Linked DNA regions of Mus musculus: regions 1 and 3 are each linked to region 2. Evidence: chromatin contacts called from public Hi-C data. All regions are on one chromosome and are shown on one strand. The core of a region is the stretch at or near the end of the contact, and the rest is flanking DNA. Distances in the headings are between cores, read along the strand shown. Region 1 holds the start of 6720468P15Rik (RIKEN cDNA 6720468P15 gene). Region 2 overlaps Gm41874 (a long non-coding RNA gene). Region 3 overlaps Trub1 (TruB pseudouridine (psi) synthase family member 1).

What was found. A called contact is a pair of places that touch in the nucleus more often than the background predicts.
Region 1: a contact with region 2 is called in a Hi-C map of uterus, with 1.9 times the contacts expected there. The contact joins the promoter of 6720468P15Rik here to the enhancer-like site in region 2. A contact is called at or near these places in 2 of 484 Hi-C or Micro-C datasets (the Patski cell line and uterus) and 2 of 115 datasets of contacts at active chromatin or transcription factors (embryonic fibroblasts and pancreatic cancer cells).
Region 3: a contact with region 2 is called in a Hi-C map of embryonic stem cells, with 2.1 times the contacts expected there. The contact joins two enhancer-like sites. A contact is called at or near these places in 21 of 484 Hi-C or Micro-C datasets (the 63-12 cell line, the AML12 cell line, the C10 cell line and 11 more), 3 of 115 datasets of contacts at active chromatin or transcription factors (embryonic fibroblasts, embryonic stem cells and pancreatic cancer cells) and 1 of 9 other capture datasets (embryonic stem cells).

The regions. Positions count from the first base shown.
Region 1 is chr19:57,505,597-57,509,972 of GRCm38.p6, reverse strand. 6720468P15Rik (RIKEN cDNA 6720468P15 gene) reads right to left here and starts at 1,409. Exons shown (of 4, transcript NR_040306.1): 1 at 1,029-1,409; 2 at 738-825.
Region 2 is chr19:57,410,558-57,415,030 of GRCm38.p6, reverse strand. It overlaps Gm41874 (a long non-coding RNA gene), which reads right to left. Exons shown (of 3, transcript XR_877961.2): 3 at 3,759-3,843. Among named protein-coding and RNA genes, the nearest start is that of Gm41874, 8.3 kb to the right of the region's middle. Within about 2 kb of position 3,055, at least 156 of the 459 cell types and tissues checked have an H3K27ac peak or open chromatin away from gene starts, as enhancers often do. A contact at or near this core is called in uterus, where this site is marked.
Region 3 is chr19:57,476,331-57,481,033 of GRCm38.p6, reverse strand. All of the region lies in intron 4 of Trub1 (TruB pseudouridine (psi) synthase family member 1), which reads right to left. Among named protein-coding and RNA genes, the nearest start is that of Trub1, 26 kb to the right of the region's middle. Within about 2 kb of position 2,718, at least 12 of the 459 cell types and tissues checked have an H3K27ac peak or open chromatin away from gene starts, as enhancers often do.

The DNA of each region.
Region 1 (4,376 bases), core at 160-2,659, 97 kb before region 2:
CACCAGCATTGTAACCCGGGTAAAGACATGACTGAATCAGCCCCAAAGGATTTCTGTTCTACCTCAGCCCACGATGCCTGCCACCCTCTGCTTGGATGAAGACTTCCTGCTCTTCACTGACGACGACGATGACCTGTGCAAAGTCTTTCTCCGCCTCTCCTTGGCTTTTTCTCTTGTGGCTCCTTTGTTCCTCTTTCTTCTCCTCCTCCTCCAGTCCCCGTGGTGTGTGTGTGTGTGTGTGTGTGTGTGTGTGTACATGTGTGCATGTGTAAAATCCAATGCTTGGCTTTTAGTTAAAATATCAAAAATTACTTCTATCATCAGAAATATTAAGGGAGTCAAACTTTGACAGTCGACAGACAAATATGTGTGACTTTGGATCAGAAGAAGTCTGAGAACCTTATCTTTGTAAGAGTGCTTAGGAGTTTAGCCCTGACCATTGCCTAGCTCCCTGATTCTGTTCTGGTGGGCTTGTCTTTTTCCACATAGGAACCCAAATCCCACAGATCTCACCCATTGTCACAAATTCACTTTTCACTTCCCTGTAAGCAACTCTAGTTGTTATCATCATCATCATCACCACCACCACCACCATCATCATCATCGCTAGTCATTTTACCCGGGATAAAGCACACAACAAATAGATTTTGCTCTCAGACGCCCACTATGGGTTTTTCTCCCAGGAGTTTCAGACTTGCCTGGAGACCAGTTTTTCACCAGCTAACCCTCAAACTCACCACTTGCAGTTGCATCCATTGTTTGTGGATTTCCATACCTGCCTCTGCCCAGACCTCACGTACCTCCAGCAGCACAGAGGGGAGAGTCCTGTGAGGAACAAAAGAAGCCTTTTGTGGCTCAGGCTGGATCTGTGGGATCAGGAAGATGACGGTATCCATATCCCAGGTCCTTTACCACGGGAACCAAATGTCAAAACTTAGTGTCAGCTCTCTGAGCAAGAAGGAAACGATGCACAAAGACCATAAAAAGCAAACAACCAGGAACGTGCTGAGGACTAACAGGCTGAACACCTTACTAACTCCCACTGCATGCGATGGAAGGAAGATGCCACGAGCAAGCTTTCACGGGAGCCAAGGCACAGTTGAAGGAGTGGGATGTCACAGGTGAGGGCCGATCCCCTACGGCCAGGCAGCCATTTCCAAGTCCTCTGAATCCTCTTGTCTGTCTTTAGTTTTCAAAAAATTAAAAGATAGAGCGTGCAGAAAAGATGGAGAAAGAACAATGTTTAAATTTCCTCCTCCGCCTAAAACATAGCGCATGCCCCCTTTGGACCGCACCCACCCATGATGGCGTCCACCCTCACATGGTGCCCACCCATGCATGAGAGCACCGTTTAGCCTCTCTCCCTGTATTACACAGCAGTGGTCAGAGAGCAGACCCTGCCCTCCTCTGTCTTGTAGGCTCCTTGCACACACGCCCACATTTCCTTCCATACATTAGGGCTTTGACAGTTGCTGGGCTAAATCAGATTCCTGAAAGACCTCAAAGGGACTTTCCAGAAAAAAGACATGTGAGGCAAGAAACGTAGCCTCGAAGATTTGAGAAGCTGCAGCTGTTTTCAAAGAGCATTGACTCAGGAAGAATTGGTGTTAACTTAAAATGAGAGAGTAGCTACATCCCAGAGCATCGGATGCCATCAGTAACATCAAAGCCTGGTTCAGAAACAGAGCCCTCGCTGTGCCCTAGCTCACACCATAGCTCACAACGTAGGCTCATGCCCCAGCTCACACTCCAGCCCACACACCAGTTCACACCCCAGCTCACACCCCAGCTCATACCCCAGCCCACACACCAGCTCACACACCAGCTCACACCCCAGCTCACACCCCAGCCCACACCCCAGCTCACACCCCAGCTCACACCCCAGCCCACACACCAGCTCACACCCCAACTCACACCCCAGCTTACACCCCAGCTCACACCCCAGCTCATAGCCCAGGCCACACACCAGCCCACACCCCAGCTCATACCCCGCCCATACCCCAGCTCACACTGCAGCTCACACCCCAGCTCACACCCCAGGCCACACACCAGCCCACACCCCAGCTCACACCCCAGCTCACACCCCAGCCCACACCCCAGCTCACACCCCAGCTCATAGCCCAGCTCACACCCCAGCTCATACCCCAGCCCACACACTAGCCCACACCCCAGCTCACACTGCAGCCCACACCCCAGCTCACACTGCAGCCCACACCCCAGCTCACATACCAGCCCACACCCCAGCTCACACCCCAGCCCACACCCCAGCTCACACCCCAGCTCACACCCTAGCTCATAGCCCAGGCCACACACCAGCCCACACCCCAGCTCACACTGCAGCTCACACACCAGCGCACACCCCAGCTCACACTGCAGCTCACACCCCAGCTCACACCCCAGCCCACACCCCAGCTCACACTGCAGCTCACACCCCAGCTCACACCCCAGCCCACACACCAGCTCACACCCCAGCCCACACCCCAGCTCACACCCCAGCTCACACCCCAGCCCACACACCAGCTCACACCCCAGCCCACACCCCAGCTCACACCCCAGCTCACACTGCAGCCCACACCCCAGTCCACGCTCCATCTCATACTGGCAGGCTCCTGGCTTCTGATTCCCTTGCAAGAGCTACCTTCTTTTGATTTGTTACACTACCTACCCAATAACAAAGTTGACCATTAGTGACTTCCTGTCTAGTATTCCTGCTCACACCCTTCGTCCAGTCTCCCTTGCTCTGTCTTGCGTCCTAACATGACTTTAACCTGCTGTGACCCTACATAAGTATTGTGCTGAGCCCAATATTAGAACCCATACTTGTCATTCCTTGGTTCAGTGCTCCATCGATAACGCACTAGAATTCTCAGAGGGATTTGCTATCAGATAAGGTTAACTGGCCTTGGTGATGGTGGTTGTCCTGGGTGGTCTTCATTGTACCTGTTTAGGGTGACGAACGACTTTAATTGTTTTAGTGTTCCCTCTGTGCTCTCACGGGACCCAGGTTTAGAAGACAAGTTAGCATTATCTTTTTAATTCCCACCCTGGCTCCCATCACAAGCCAGGCAACTGTATATAGACGGTCTTTTCATTTGTGTTGTGCTGTCAAAGGGATTAAATAAGCGCCGTTGATTGTCACAGAAAGCACACACAAGAGCACAAACAAGACTTCCATCTCTGGCCTGCTTTCTGAACAGAGCTCTAACTAAAATAAACACATTAGCCCAGATGTCACCGGTCAAGTGTACTGAAGTGACACACAGCTGTTTTTCTATGAGGGGAGAGTAAAATATCAAAATAAACAAACAAGAATTAAGACTTAGATTACACAACAAAATATTCAACATTTAAAATCTAGGATTACTGATGGAATTTGAGAGTGCAAACCAGCTTAAATTCTCAAAAGCAGCAACAAACATCCAGCCTGACATTTTTATTACAAATTAGAATGCTCCTTGTCTCTAAGTCTGTGCCAATCCTCAAAGAAAAAGTTACAACGTTAGAATAATGTGCAGCTATAACTATATTTTTAGCTCAGCAATTTCTGCCCAATTTCCAGCACTAGGGTTTCATTAGAATCAAACATTTCCTGGATGGTTTAAAAAGAGGATAGAAATCTGGCCCTTTTTTCTGGAGTTCGTGTGAATACAGCTTAATTTATTTCTCAAGAATAATGAGATTTTTGCATTAAAAAATTAAGCCCGGGCTGACAAGATGGCTGAGTGAGTAAGGAAATTTTCCACCAAATCTGGGCCCCCAGGAATCCAGATGGGGGGGAAATAAACACCTCCAAAGTCTACTTCTGCCCTGCCTGTGAGCATGCATACATACAAGTCCCCAACAAACAGAAAGACAGACAGACGGACAGATGGACAGACAGACGGATGGATGGATATAATATAAAAACTAATGGATGGGTAGATGTAATATGAATAAAAATTAAAGCAATACCCAAAGGTCCTTCTTTATTTTTTTTAAAAGAAACTAAACTTGCTATACACATTAAATAATTCAAATCAATGATCCTTTTAAGTCCCTAGCAACGCATGAACCAGTGGGGGAAAGCCATCTAATACTTCATGCATTTCGGGGATTACATTAGAAAGACTTTTAGCCTGATTCCGCTTTTATAAATGCAAACGTATGCAAACCAGACAGATCGGGATCTGTACAGTTTAGCAGTGATCGAAACTTGTAATTTTTGAAAGTGGGGCAGATGTCCAGCGTTAAGATGCTTCTTGCTGAAGATGAGACTAAAGCAAACAAACAACCCCTCTCACCTCCTTTGAGAGGAAACAAAGCCAAGGCGGCCTGCTCTGCTCGCTTGCCACAAGTCTCGCTTCCTTCCTGGGTTCTAAAGCTGAGCGGCAGCGTGG
Region 2 (4,473 bases), core at 1,806-4,305:
GCCATTTCTTCACTAACTGCCATGCCTCTTTCCCTGATGTCACACAGTATGGTGGAATGGCTGGAGAGCCTGTGTGCTCTGTGTGTACAGAACATTCGTGTTTATCTGATTTTCTACTGTACTTTCTACTTAGGTCTCCCAATCTTCTGTTCAACCTGTCTATGTGTGTGCCTTCCTTCTTACCTTGCCTTACTATTATCATTACTGTTATCTTTAACATCTTTGTTTTTTATAAATAATTACATAAATAATGCATATATCTGCTCCTAAATAGATGTTCTATCTTGGGATAAATTCATAGAAACTAGATTTCTCATCAAGCCACAGGGCAAAGTTTTGAGGAATTTTGACAATTTTGCAAACCAGTCTCCAGAAAGATTTTTTTAAAAAATTATACTATTTATGCTACCCATCTTCTGAATCCTCACATAGACCTTGTTTCTTATTCTACTTACTGCCACATTTATTGAAAGAACTAATGTAGAATTGTCTCAACTTGTATTTTACTGAGTAGAGAGATGAAAACTATTTCCCAATTTTATTAATATTCTTCCTCTATCAACTTTGTGGTCACGAACCATGCTCTTTCTCTATAGATCGGCTTACATTGTCATGTGCTTGTTGAAATACTTTATATAGATCAGCTTTATGTTGTGATAGCTCAGGTTTTTATTATTTGATTAAAATATGATTTTTTAGTGCCTTATAATCTATTATGAAAACCTTCAAACTTTCTAAGCTATTACATTCTATGCACAGCTCCAGATGGAACAGTATAATGGCTGTCCCTGAGTATGCGGCTCAATTTCCATGATTACCGTGGTCTACTTAGTGTCTTCTATACTTCCACTCTCCTCTTGCAGTGCAGTTTATTCTAAAGAAAATGCCAACCTCCACACAATCTCGCCAGTAGAGGGCATGGTGGAGCATCGGGGTTCTTTTCTATCGCTATTTACTCTTACCAGAATATTTTTGCTGTCTCCACATCCCCAAACTGGACAGTTCTTGTGGTGTTTTAAATGAGACGTTCCCTGTAGTCTTAGACATTTGAATACTTGAGCCCCTCATTGGTAGTGCTGTTTAGGGAGGCTTAGAAGGCCATGTTGGAGAGGTTTGTCACCGGAAGCCAGCTAGAGCTTACAGACGTGTGCCATTTCGAGTTTGTTCTCTCCTCTCTGTCTTTGCAGTTCAGGATGCAGGCACTCAGCTTCTGCTTCACCTTCCGTGCCTGCAGCTTGCAGCCATCTTCCCTGTCATGGAAAGACCCTTACCCCTTTGAAACCACAGACCCAAATCCACTTATCCTCTATGTAAGTTGTCTTAGACACAATGTCTTATCACAGCAATAGAAAGTAACAATAATATCCCTGATCTCCCTTGGGCATCACTGTAGATTTTCTATCTTCTGGGGAGCCAACCACAAAGTATAGACGAGATCTTCTGTTGTTCATGTCAACTGTAATCTCCTCTGCTCACTCCTAGAACAGCAGACATCAGGCAGGAAGAAAGGCATGCATGAGAAGCCCTCTGCAGACTTCTGCCTCCCAGACTCCATTTGGGACATGTGTCTATCTGGTCAGCATCCTCCAGCACAAATTCCACAGTCGGGGGTTAACAAACCTCTTGTAATGTAGATAGCAGCATCAAAGAGGAAGTCCTCCTTATAACCCAAGGAAGACTGGCTAAGCCAGAGATGAAAACTTGGCTTACAGGAGGACAAGATAAGAAAGAAAAAGAACAACTGTCCCGTTAACAATGACACATGTATTTCTGACCCCACAAAGTGCAGCCCTCGAACAGAAGTTCTAAGGCTTTCACTGCAGAGCCTGTCTGCTTGGTTTTCTTCTCAGGAAGCCTAATGCTTCTGTTTCCTCGTCTTGGTGTCACCCTCTAGACTGTGGTGAAGACTGCCAACTTGCCTCTCCTGTCACCCAGGACACCCCAGTAAGCTGCTCCACGTTCCCTCCTGGATCTGTTTAGAATACTCTGTCTCTCTGTATGTCTGTGTGTGTGTGTGTGGGTGTGTGTGTGTGACATGAGTGAAAGTGAACATGCCCTAGGAGGCCACAAAAGGATGCCAGATTCCCTGGAGCTGGAAATACAGGCACTTGCAAGCCTTACACCTCACATGGCTGCTAAGAACCAAACTCAGGTCCTCTGGAAAAGCAGTAAGTACTCTTCACCTCTGAGACGCCTCTCTACTTCCCCACTGCCTTAGTCAGGGTTTCTATTCCTGCACAAACATCATGACCATGAAGCAAGTTGGGGAGGAATGGGTTTATTTAACTTACACTTCCACACTGCTGTTCATCACCAAAGGAAGTCAGGACTGGAACTCAAGCAGGAGCTGATGCAGAGGCCATGGAGGGATGTTCTTTACTGGCTTGCTTCCCCTGGCTTGCTCAGCCTGCTCTCTTATAAACCCAAGACTACCAGCCCAGAGATGGTCCCACCCACAAGGGGCCTTTCCCCCTTGATCACTAATTGAGAAAATGCCTTACAGCTGGATCTCATGGAGGCACTTCCCCAACTGAAGCTCCTTTCTCTGTGATAACTCCAGCCTGTGTCAAGTTGATACACAAAACCAGCCAGTACACCCACCACGTCCATACCCCACCCCATGTCCATTTCCAAAGTTCTTTATAAGACCAGGAACTGACAAAGGGGGCTGTGTCCTCCAGCAACACTACCACATGCCTACCTCAGTCCTCCAGTAACTTAGTGGTCCTTGTATGGTCTTTCTTTTGAGCTCTAGTCTGTCAGTATCGTCCGTGGTGTACAGCAGCACCTACAGTGTCTGTCTTCTACCTCTCAGCTGTTTCCTCGTCCTCGGGGAACAGGGGAGTTGTTTTGTCACACAGGAAAGCATCCTGTGCCCGCTAGGCGCCCCCGTCCCTGCGCTGTGAGCACGAGAAATGGCTGGGCATGGATTCCGCCCATGCTTCGCTTGGCAGCATCGGCTTGAGGCCGCTGCTTCCCCAGCTCCGGATGAGCTTGCCTGCTGCTGCTCTGAAAAAGCCCAGGAGCCTCGCTGTGGTCTTCAGGCAAGCTGCCAACCACAGAGTACCGCAGGCAGGGCTGATCTGGGTCAGTGAGTCCTAGCTTTTGACTCCATGCGCACAGGCCCTTTAAACAGGAAGACACAGCATCCGCCTCTCAGAAAACCGAAGGTCGCAGATGATCAAAACACACAGTGTCAACAAGAGCAGTTTAATGAGCGGGGCTTCATCGGCTTGGAAATGGATTGGCCACTTCGGTTTGTAAATAAACAAATAGAGCAGGCCATGTTTGGGTTTTTCTAAGGAGAGATGAAGGAGATGGGAGCGGGGGAGGGCGGGGGGAGCACTGAGCTTTACGATGTCCTAGAATGGGTATTTGGGGAAGAGGGCTGGGTAAACAACCATGAAATGTGGAGATTTCCCTTCTTCCCGCCAGGCTCTGCAGGCTGCAAGACACCCGTCAGAGTGAATGAGTGACTCCATAAACCCGGCCTCTGTGGCTAAACAGCTGGGGCAAAGCATTCTGAAACTCCTCAGAGCCCGGCAGGCTTCCCCTAAAATATTTACAGGAAGCAGCAACGTGGCAAGCCCGGGCTTGGAAAATTTGGATGAAGGCTAAGAAAGAAGCTACAAAGGGGCCAGCTGGATCACGTCTAGTAAATCTCACGGTGGCCCAGAATTTCCTTTTTTTTTTTTTTTTGAGACAGGGTTTCTCTGTGTAGTCCTGGCTGTCCTGGAACTCACTTTGTAGACCAGGCTGGCCTCGAACTCAGAAATCCGCCTGCCTCTGCCTCCCGAGTGCTGGCGTGTGCCACCATGCCCGGCTAGAATTTCCTTTCTTTATCTGCAACGAGCAACAAGGGGTAGACAGTGAGGAGGTGAGACACCTGGCCACTGGCAGAGTGGAAAACAGCTGGGATTGTGTTCCAAATGCTGCTCCAGTCTACAGCCCTCCCCCGGGGCAGAAGCTGGCCTTCAGAAAGCTCTCCAGGAAAACCTGCCCTAGCATCTCACGTGTCTAAAAGTGTCTCTAAATCAAAGGCATACAATGAGACTCAGCCGAAGGAAATTATTCTGATCCCTGGGGAGAGACCACTTTCAGGCCCGCAGAGGGAAGCAGGGGAGCTGAGAGGAGCTTTGGGGCTGTTTGCACCCTCCTCCGGACATCAATGGCATAGTGATGGTTTGAAGTTCCCCAACTGCCCTTTCACAGATAAGTGAGGTTCAGCGCCCAGAGGCTGGGGCAGCTTCAGAGGTTTGTGTTGTTTGTATTGAAATGTTTCCTTTGGTCTCTATTAGAACGGGAGGTCCATATAATTCCTGGCATGGTGTGAGGAGCAGGTGGGAATCCTGCTGAGGCCTCTTCCAGGCAGATGGAGTGACTGGGTCCTGGATGAGCTGTGGGTCTCAGAGCCTTTCATGGAAGCCCCTAAACGTTCTTGGGCTCTTCACACATTGGGGATACTCACAGCAA
Region 3 (4,703 bases), core at 1,469-3,968, 66 kb before region 2:
TTTTCCTTGGTTCAATTCTCACCCTACCCCAGTCATTCCTCACTCTAAAAGAAAGTATCATATTTGTATTGGTGATTCTGATGGTGACTTTAAAAAAAACAAGAAAGATATGAAATTAGCTACAGACACGGTCCTATGGCGATCGATACAGGGTGATCACAGGGCAGGCAGATAATGCCCGCACCGCTGCACTCAGTTCCTCTGGGCTCCGGGTCCAGTATCTGTCACAGCAGAGGACAGCGGGCACAGCTGTACCGTCACTCTCACTTGATAGAATTTAAAACTAGTCTTATGCTATGGAATAGATTTCACACACACACATTCGACTCTGTCTCCAAGCAGAGCTATTGATCTGTCTCCTGACCCTTCTCTGCTCTTGGGACTTCCCTCTGCTTTTAAATGATCACTCTCAGTCAGCTTAAAAACAAACCAGCACAGAAAAGGAGTACACCCAGCAAGGACGTTGGCATGCTCGGTAAGCATTTTTAAAGGTGGATTTTTAGAAAATTTGAAGACTTATATAAAAAGCTCTCCACATGTCGGGCACATTTTCAGGTCTGTTGGTGCATTCGACAGAAGGATGGCAGTGTTGAAATCGCTCTCTGCCTGCAGACAGTCACACGCACAGCACACACACTCAGGATTTGTGTTTTCATACTTGTAGAGGAGTCTTTACATCTGCTTCAAGAACAAACCATGCCTTGGAAATTCTCTATAACTCATTTAGATCACAGTCAATGTTTTTATTTTTCAGAAAATTTAAACTTTTTAGGTAAAGTATATTTGATATTACTTGAAGATATGAAACAAAAATTAGTGTGCTCTGAATTGTTCCAACACCATGGTAGAACTTTAAAGGACATCAGGGAATACTGTGTACACCCAACAAGACAGTCTTAGCCTCACTGTGACCCTGTAAGCTAAACACAAACAAGACTCAGACAGTGAGAGGCTGCAGCAGCCTCCAGACCACAGAGCCCAAACAGCAGCTCCGCCTTGTTTGCTGCACAGAGATGTGGCTCAGAGTCTGGGTGAGGACTTTCCCATTAAAAAAGTCTCCCTCTACTGTGACATTAAGAAGTGATTGAACACGACACCTTGGGTTAATCCAAGCTTGCCAAATCTAGGTGACTATGCTGCCACCAGGCTGAACTTGCTAACAAAATGCCATGGTTGGTGAAACTACTACAGTGTGTTAACTCAGCCAGGCGGTTCAAAACAAGACCAAAGAGCTTTCCATTCGTGCCAGGCTCCGTGCCTCCCTGGCGCTCCTTTTCTGCGAATGTGCGGCCTCTGTGCTGATTCTCTGACTTTCTCTCACTGATGCGTGCGCACGCACGCACGCACGCACGGGTGCACACACACAAGACACACACACACAAAGACATACACAGACAAACAGACAACACACAGAGACACACAGACACACACACATGCGCACACACACACCACACAGAGAAAGAGACAGAGAGACAAAAACAGAAAGACACACACATGGAGGCACATACAAAGACAGATAACACACACACAGAGACACATAAAGTCACACACACACCCAGACATACACACTACACACAGATACCACACACAGAGACACACACATACACCATACACAGAGAGAGACACACAAAGAGGCACATGCACAGGCAGACAGACAGACAGACAGACTCTGAGACATTCTCCCTCTCATCACATTTCCTAGCTCAGGCATCCGTGGTACATACTGATTGTTGTGCCGTTTTCCACTGCATGCTAAGCTAATAGCTCACCAGCAAAATCCTGGGCTTTGAAGACAAAGACAGTTTTTCCTCAGAGATAACATACACTATAAAGATGGCACTCAGGACGTTCTTGCTGAAATTTAATTTGCTCAGGGTAATAGAATCTCCAGGTTGAAGGACATTTAGAAGTCACCTAGGCCAATCATTTATCCAATGTTAGGACGACCAGACAGAAAGCCCACAGAACAGGTTACCTCATAATAAAACCCAAGCTCATGGCACATGTGCACGAAGTGAAGCGGCTGGCTGTGTCTAAAGCCCAATACGAGTCCAATCAGGCAGCTGTCTCATAATTTAACAATGCCTCTACCATAGGATCTTAAAAATGCACAAGAAAATTCTCCACATCAAAGATACCCAGTGAGGAACTCAGAGAAGAGAGGCGTAGCTCAAGTGCAGGGGGCTCTGGGGGTCTCACACTTTGCTCAATAAATAAAGAGCCATCGGTGTGAAAGCATTCATTTGAGCTGCATTTTAAAAAGTAATTCTCTAGGCTTAGGTTGTAGCCCCGTGGTAAAGCAATTGCCTAACAAAAAAAAAAAAAAAAAAAAAGTCCTGAGTTCAATCCCCAGCACTGATATCTGCACCTACACAAACACACACAGACATACATACATGCACATTCCACACACACACAGATGCACACACCACACACATCACACACACACACACACACACATATGCACATTCCACACACACACAGATGCACACACCACACACATCACACACACACACACACACACACACACACACACACACGCACACGAACCACACACATCACACACACACACACACACACACACACACCAGACACCACACACATACACACTCTTTATCCCCATGAAACTAACATATACATGAACAAGCTATACAATCTCTGCTTACCACGCATCCATCCTTCTGTGCACGCAGCACAGTGGTTGATACCTGAACAACAGAGCTAAAAGCAGAACGACCGGGCTGAGTACAACTTTGTACCACACTAAGCCATCCTGCGACAGAGCAGCCGCTAAGCCGGCAAAGCATCCGTCAACCACCGTTTCCGGCCATTCAGTCTGGCAGGAGTGTGGTCTCTGAGAGAAGAAAGGGGCCAGAACCTTAAAATGTGCTTCTGCCAGGTAAGGATCGGGATTTCCCTGGCCAGGTCAGTGGGTGGGGAGTCAGGGAGAGCCAGGATTTGAGGCAAGTACACAGAGAGAGACGTGGTAGGATTTCTGAGACCTGGCCGAGTTCTAAGCTATACATACATATAGTGAATATTTATAACATCAAAAACCCGACCACTGTTGAAAGTTTTCCAAAGGACTGAATTTCAAGCACACAGAAGGAACTGCTGAACACCTTAGACACTCAGCATAGACTCTAAAAAAGCTGGTAGCCACTAGCATAGGTCTGACAAACTGTCTAGACTCATCCTAAGAATCTAAGTCAAAAGCGATTTGTACAGATGAGTTAAACAAGGTTGAACGATGAAAAGACTAATATATAGTCAACTCCATTTCGATATAGCAGCAATGAATAATCAGAAGTTAGAATCTGACCCTGTTCCCAAGAACAACAAAATCTGAAACACACAACAATTTCATATACCTAAGACATGAAGGAACACACTGAAATCTAGGAAGTACAGCTGCCCAAACTGACGACCTACACTGAGGAAGAGAGCGCTAATCTTGTTTCGTGGGTTGGGAGACTCTACAAACTGATAAACAGGATCAACTAAATGTAGAAATCTCAGCAAGCACAGACACGCACATCCGGTCTGCGTGTGTGAGGTGAAGAATGAGGTGCAGGGTGGGGGGTGGGGGAGGATAGAGAGGAAGGGAGAGACAGAGACAGGAGTGGGAGCGTGAAACACAGAGGCAGAGAGGGAGAGAGAGAGAGGAGGAGAGAGAGGGGGGAGGGCCTACTCAAAATTCGTAAAGAAATGCAAAGAAAAAAAAGAGCAGTAAGTCAGAGAACTAACAACCTATGGCTCAATGTTCCAGTCATCAGACAGAGCATGGGGTATAAAAGCAGGAAACAGATAAAAGGATGACAGCAAATTCACTTTCTGTTCATGATTTAAAAGCACATCAAATTTCGGCAAAAGAAAAAAGGTGACTTCTTTCAATAAAATAGCCATTTTTAAAGGGGGGCCTGCAATAAGCAAGGTGGGCAGATCTATTTTTCCTCTAAGATAGCGGATCCTTTGGTGCTGAGACAAGGAGGGACCAGCTTGCTGAGCTGACAAAGCAGATTACAGACAAGCCCACACCCACTGAAGAGCTTGATCTGTGACACGCAGAACCATGGAGGAAGAGCACAGCATATCCCCTAAGGAGAATGACGGGCCGGACGTGTGTGTGTGAGAGCAAAGCAGGAAAAATCCTACAACACAGAAAAACATTTGCTTGCTTAAAAAAACTGCATTCTTGTGTATGTGTGTTGTGTGTACTGTGTGTGTGTGCGCCTGTGTATGTGCGTGTGTGTATGCATGTGTGTGCATGCATGTGTGTGTGTATGCTGTGTGTGTGTGTACTATATATGTGCGTGTGTGTATGTATGTGTGCAGGTGTAGTGTGTGCTCTCGAGTGTGGGTGCATGTGTAAATGCAGGTGGGTGTGAGCTCTTTACTCAAACACATCAGTGAGACAACTCCCCAGAGAAGGTAGCGGGTGGCACACCCACGCTGTAGGTACAGATTGCTAGGGCACTGTCCTGCCCATCCCTGCCAAAACCACCATGGGGTCAGTGGATTGCTGCCCCCTCGATGGAATGCATGACGCTGATAACACTGTGGACATGGCAGGGCACCGTCCAAGTGGAACTTGCACAGTGTGGCGGAAACACAACTTTGGAAAACCATTTTACCATTTCCAGTTCAGTTAAGCACCCGTGCACCCTGGGACCTGGCAGCTCCAAGAGTCTGAACACAAGAGG